Regions from separate parts of the Gossypium hirsutum genome. Here region 2 is linked to region 1. A link is a contact called in public Hi-C data. All regions are on one chromosome and are shown on one strand. Each heading gives the region's core, a stretch centred on a gene start, on an enhancer-like site or on the middle of the called end of the contact. The rest is flanking DNA. Distances are from core to core; before and after follow the strand shown. Region 1 holds the start of LOC107951910. Region 2 has its middle 33 kb from the start of LOC107952425.

Region 1 (2,970 bases), core at 227-2,726:
CAGAATTAAAAACATAATTCTTAATCATACAAGTACGGTGAAAGAATCCACTGACTGCATTACATTAAGCTGCAACCAAAGAGTTTTCTTAACAATTGATTCTTTTTACCCTAATTGTAGCAATCTGTACAATGATTACTATTTTATCAATGAAGTAGCAGCATTAATTGGTAGCATTACACTGAACTGGCAGGTAATGTGTATAAAGAAAAAGGAACTAGTGCTCTCTTTATGACTATAGTTCATGGCAATTTCACATTAAGGAACTGAAGTGAAACACCAGCAAGTGCAATTTTTTTTTGTTCTTTAACAAGTGTAAAACTTTTGATCACATAAATGATGTTAACTAAAGTTCTAGTTTCGAACTGAGTGACCTCAACAATAGTTAAATACTTGGTGGCTGCAACTTGAATTCATCACCTAGACAGCCGAATGCAAGACTGACTAAACTGGTAGGTTATAGAACATCAATTCCGGCAAATAGGAAAAAAATGACTATTTGAAATCCTGGTGCCACTTTAATTTGAAACCGAAGTTTAATAAAACTTCAATGCTACACCTGCAGGCTACATAAACTATAACCGGTCCGATTTCCTATTAGTAATGGATGAGACGAAGCAAAATTAAAGTTACTAAAAATTTAGTTTTAAAAGAGTAATTGAACAGAGTCAAAATCCTAACTGAACTCAATAACAAGTAATTGAATAAAAGTACTAATCAATCAAACTTGAAGATCAAACTAAAAGTTAAGCTATCAAAATCATGTAGTAAATCCAGTAGCAAGTAAGTAATTGAATAAAGTATTAATCAAGCTACACTCGAAGATCAAAAGGAATAATTAAACAATCAAAAGTATATAGTAAATTCAGTAGCAAGTAGATGAAAAATACAAAAGAAAGAAAGGAGAGCATTTGAGAACTTAACGTGACATGAGATAGGACAATCCAACGACGCAGATAGCAAAAATCACGATCCGCTTCCTGGCTTCCTCCACCAAGTCACGAACCGTCACCTGCTTTGGCATGTCCATTTTTGGCTCACCAAGTAAAAAAACTAGCAAATCAAATCAAAGAATACATCTCTCAATCGAACGAATCATTGTTTTTCCCCCTTTTTCTATATCTCTGTATTTATTCATGGAAACTGCAAACCACAGCCACAACAAAGCTTACAAAGAACCAATTAATAGAAAAGCGGAAGAAGAAGGAATGAAAGAATGTGAAGGGAAAATGAAATGAAGGAACCAAAGGAAAGGCAGTGTTTGGAAGGAAAGAAAAAATTATGGAAAATTTCAAGACGAGGACCGTTAGGTTATGTTTTGGTGTGATGCTGATTTAGCTTTCGCGTATGTGTTTTACATTTTCTACACCTTTCATTATTTTTTCTATTATAATCTTCTCGACTTAGGATTATATTTCTGGGATTAATTTGGTTAACAATGCGATTAATTAAGGTTCAAAAAAACATAATGCGGTTAATTAATCTATTGTTTTGAGAATAATTTATATTAAAATATTCTAAAAGGTTTCGTTTTGAAGCACCATTCAAATATTATCATGTTATTCATTTTTAAAGATAACGATATTTAACATAATTAATTTTTTTTTAAAAATAAACGAACATATTTTTTTATAACCTTATAATTTTTTTTTATTTTTGTGCAATTATCTTTTTAAAAGTTTTTAATTTCTAGATAGTCAATTTTTTTTTCATTTTAAATTGTTCTCTATTTCATTTTTTTTATAGTTTTTAATCACTTAACAAAGTTTGATGATACAATTTGTGGTGACTATAATTTTTCAATTTCCTAGTTTTTTTTATTTGGTGGTTAAATTTTTTTCTTTATTTTCAATTTTTCTTTGATCTCTTCGTTTAATTTTCAATTATTTATTTTAGGTTTTTAAATTTTTTTCTTATGGTTTTTTTACACTATAGTTCCAACATTTTTTTTCTCAAAATTTTGATTCTTAATTTAATTAAAGTTAAATTAAGTTAGAGAAAGTGGCATATATTTATATATATATGAGTGTATAGTACTATTTGTATATCTTTAAAATTTGATGATGTGATACTATTTTATTGGTGCCAAAAAACTATGCTTTGCAGGATGATCTTAATTTAAGTTGCTTCCATTATTTTTTAATACAATTAATATATTGTTTACATATCAAATCTATTAGCAGGTGCATGAGCTTCAGATCTCACGGTCGCATCTTTATTCCACCTCGACTGGCTCTGACATTATTACCAATTCCTAACTTTTTACCTATTTGCAGAGTTGACATCAACTTAGCAGCCTGATCACTGATAACATCTGACTTCCTCGAGCAATCTAGCATAAAATGTTCGGTGGAGTCATATCTGAAACAAGCTCTCATTTTTAGTCTACACTCTCCGAAGTGATTTTTACCCCAATGCTTGCAAATTGGTTTATTCATGTTTTGAACACTTCTTGTACTAGTCACTGGAAACACAAAAATTTACACACTTTTTCATACCCTTATTAACTTAAATTCATGAGAACTCGGTTAAATTCTTGTCGAAAAATAATTAATTTTTATAAAATAATTAAAGTGCACTTAAAATATGAACACATTGAAATTTATTTAATTTTATAGTTATTTTTAATGAATTTTGGTTATTTTCGACAGATTTGCGCAAAGGGCGAAAAATGGCTCAGCAGACACTACCAAAAGCACAAAACCGAGAAGCAATTTAAAGTATCGAGGCAACTTAATTTCCAGCCTAAAACGGTCGAATTATGTGTATTAGTTCATAATATAATTAATTTTAATTTACACCCAATTTAATTTGGGCTAAATAAATTATTATTAATTAATTATGAAAAAAGTGGTCCAGTTGAACCGAATCGATTGAACTGAACAGGCCAAGGATTGGGCAGCCCAAAACCATCCATATGCTGACCCAAATCAGCTTATTAGCTGATTAATTAAGCTTGCAAAGAAGCCC
Region 2 (3,114 bases), core at 572-3,071, 86 kb before region 1:
CTTGCATGTTGAAATTTTCAGGTTTAAATATTTATTTCTCTCTCGCTTTAAGGGAGACATAGTCATAGTTTTAAGTTTTTTTTGAGTTCACGGTGATGTAACGGAGCTCGATAATTTACAAATTTCACTTGTCATGTGAGTATAACTCCATCACCTGAGAAACCGGAATCCCTTTACAACTCGAGGTCCAAGTTGGCGGTGACTATACTGCCTTGGGTTAAAGTGTAACTAAGGCTCCAAGGTTACAAAGGTTATGATGTCAAAGGATGGAGTATAACTGGGGCCTTAGCTGATGTTGGTTATGCATGCACAACAACCAATTTCTCCTTGTTAGAGGAGTATGTTTTATGAAACCCACATGAAAGAGGAAGAAAAACATAGGGGTTTTCCAGTATAATAAAGTAATTCGTGTTGTCCATGTCCACCAAAAGCAGTGACCATGTTAGTAAAACCTATTACACCCCAATTATGTCACAGATTATAATAACGGGGGCATAGCTTTTGGTGGACATGGATAAAACAATATACTTGGTTATGCAAAAAGGCCACTGCGTTTTTCTTCTTTGTACATTTGTTTGGGTTTTATAAAGCATCCTCCTCTAACGAGGAAAAATTTGTTGTCGTGCCCGCATAACCACTATCAAGTATGACCCCATTTATGCTTTATTCCTCGACAATATAACCCCTATAAACTTGAAGCCCTAGTTACACTTCAACCTCAGATAGTATAATTATCGTCAAGTGGGACCTTGAGTTGCAACACGATCCGATTTCCTGGGTGATGGCTCCATACTCATATGACAAATGAAATTTATAGGTCACTCAACTCCACTACACCACTATGAATTTAAACAATCATTAAAACTATAATCATGTCTATCTCAAATACGGACAAAAATAAATTTACAAATTTTTAATTTCCAACCACAAGAAAAGAAAAAAGAATTTTTTCTTTTACCAAAGTGAAAACGCGTCCTATAGAACGCATTTTTATTAGAAGTGAAAACGCACCCCATAAAACGCATTTTTCTTTTTATTTCCAAAAACAATGTAAATAGATAAATTTTCAAAAAAATGTAGTATAGATTCTCAATTAATTTTTTTTAGCATATATGTAAAATTAAAATAGAAAAATAAAAGTAAAAAGATTTACTCAATTTGATGAAACACATGGGGTGGGAGAGTTGTATCCCTACAAGATGGGAGCTTTTGGATGAGACTCAAAAGCGCGCAACTGATTGATTTTTTTGGAGGGTCCCACCATGTGGGACGGTGGTTTGCTGATACCCCTATTTTCGCAAAACAAATAACTCCAAATTCCTTCAAATTATTCAAAGATTTAATCACCCTCATTATCCCTCTACTTTTTCAACTATTGAAATTTCGTAGTCTTTACTCTATATTTTTAATTTTAGAAATTTAATTCCTCTCCTTGTTTAATTTAAAAATTAATATTTAATTTATAACCCACTAATGAAAGTTTTTATTATTCAATTAAACAATAGCAATTAAGAAGGTTATCAATTGCATTTTAAATTTTTTGTTGGAACTAAAGGTATCTCTCTATATTCGTTTTATGATTCATAAAAAAACTAATCTTTTCAGGGTTTATAGTTATCTCTCTTACCAATATTATTTTCAAGATTTTAACTTTAATTAGATTTTAATATTTAAATCAAATAAGTAGAATGACTAAATTACTAAAATTAAAAGTATAAGAGATTGAATTTTAAAAGTTTTAAAGAATATAGGGACTGAAGATAGAATTAGACCTTTTTAAAGAAAAGCCATATGTATAGACCCCCAAGTCCCGGGCCCACTAGATCCCCTCTCCACAATTTTCGGCTCAATCCGCCGTCGTATAGTACCTCCTTCCACATCCCCCAACGGCACGTGCCACACGTGTCTCTCCCAACTGCCTTCAAAATTCAAAAATCCAATCCCTTTCTCTTATTCTCATTGACACTGTCCATTTTCTTTATAACTCAATCCTTTTGCTTTGAATGATCATTGTCTGAAACCAAAGCTTAAAAAAGATCGAGGAGGATCCGGTTAAATGTTAATCGGGGGCATTTGATTGTTCTCTCTTTATAATTTCTATTTTGAAGAGGTAAACCTTTAAATCGAAGGATCGAAGTTTTGTTTTTAATTTGATTAAATAATTGAAAGAAAGCGAGGTGGAAGAGTGTTGGGAGATGAACGGAATGGGGAGACAGAGGCAGAGATCTGATGCCGCAGGAGTTCAAGTGCACCATCAGAGACAACACTCAGATAACTTCTTGGAAACGACGTCGAATGGGAGATGGCTTCAGTCTGCTGGTCTTCAACATCTTCACTCTTCCAACAACTCTGTTCCTCCTCTTCAGGTCTCACACTTTTTCCTTTTTAATTAATTTTTTTGTTGGAGAAATAAAATGAAAATGGCAATCTATTTTTTTTAGTAAGAATAAACTGAAAATGTGTTGATTTTTTAGATTTAATTATATAATTTTAAGTCTAACATGCGAAAGGAAAAGCAGTTAAGCTGGCTGCTTTAACTCTCGAGATTTCCTTTTGGTATTAAAAGAAAACAAAATGAATGAAGTTTTCCAGATGACACTTTATTGGATAAAAAAATTGATAAATGTTTGATTTTTTTCCCTTTTTTAGATTGGAAATTAATTTGCGAGCAAAATAAATAAATGGAATGTGCAGGGAGCAATATTTCAATACAAAGTAGTTATTATTTCGAATGCATGATTTTGCTGCTTATGCTGCTTGGATCGAGAGCAGGATTATGCGTTTTATGGTGGAGGAGGAGGATCTCAAGGATCTAGAATGTATAAGAATGTACAGAGGGGTTCTAATACGGGGAACGACTATTTCACGGAGCCTACAACTCCTCCATTTAGTTCGCGTCCGCCAAGCGGCGAGTTCAGTCCCGGTCTCTTAGATCTACATTCTTTTGATACTGAGCTTCTGCCTGAGGTTGGTCACTTGCCATTTCATCTTAGAGTTACAGTTAGCGAATGTAATGTAGATTTGTGTGTACGCAAGTCATACTTTGGCCTTCAAATGCAAAGAATCAATGAAACTGGAAGCTATTTGTACTTTTGTTTCATCAAGAAATATGCA

The links. A called contact is a pair of places that touch in the nucleus more often than the background predicts.
Region 2: a contact with region 1 is called in a Hi-C map of leaf, with 2.6 times the contacts expected there. The contact joins the enhancer-like site here to the promoter of LOC107951910 in region 1. A contact is called at or near these places in 4 of 34 Hi-C or Micro-C datasets (hypocotyl, leaf and petal).

The regions. Positions count from the first base shown.
Region 1 is chrA02:87,222,370-87,225,339 of Gossypium_hirsutum_v2.1, reverse strand. LOC107951910 reads right to left here and starts at 1,476. Exons shown (of 15, transcript XM_041085132.1): 1 at 925-1,476. The coding sequence starts at 1,030.
Region 2 is chrA02:87,308,203-87,311,316 of Gossypium_hirsutum_v2.1, reverse strand. It overlaps the pseudogene LOC107951908. Among protein-coding and RNA genes, the nearest start is that of LOC107952425, 33 kb to the right of the region's middle. Within about 2 kb of position 1,821, at least 9 of the 9 cell types and tissues checked have an H3K27ac peak or open chromatin away from gene starts, as enhancers often do. A contact at or near this core is called in hypocotyl and leaf, where this site is marked.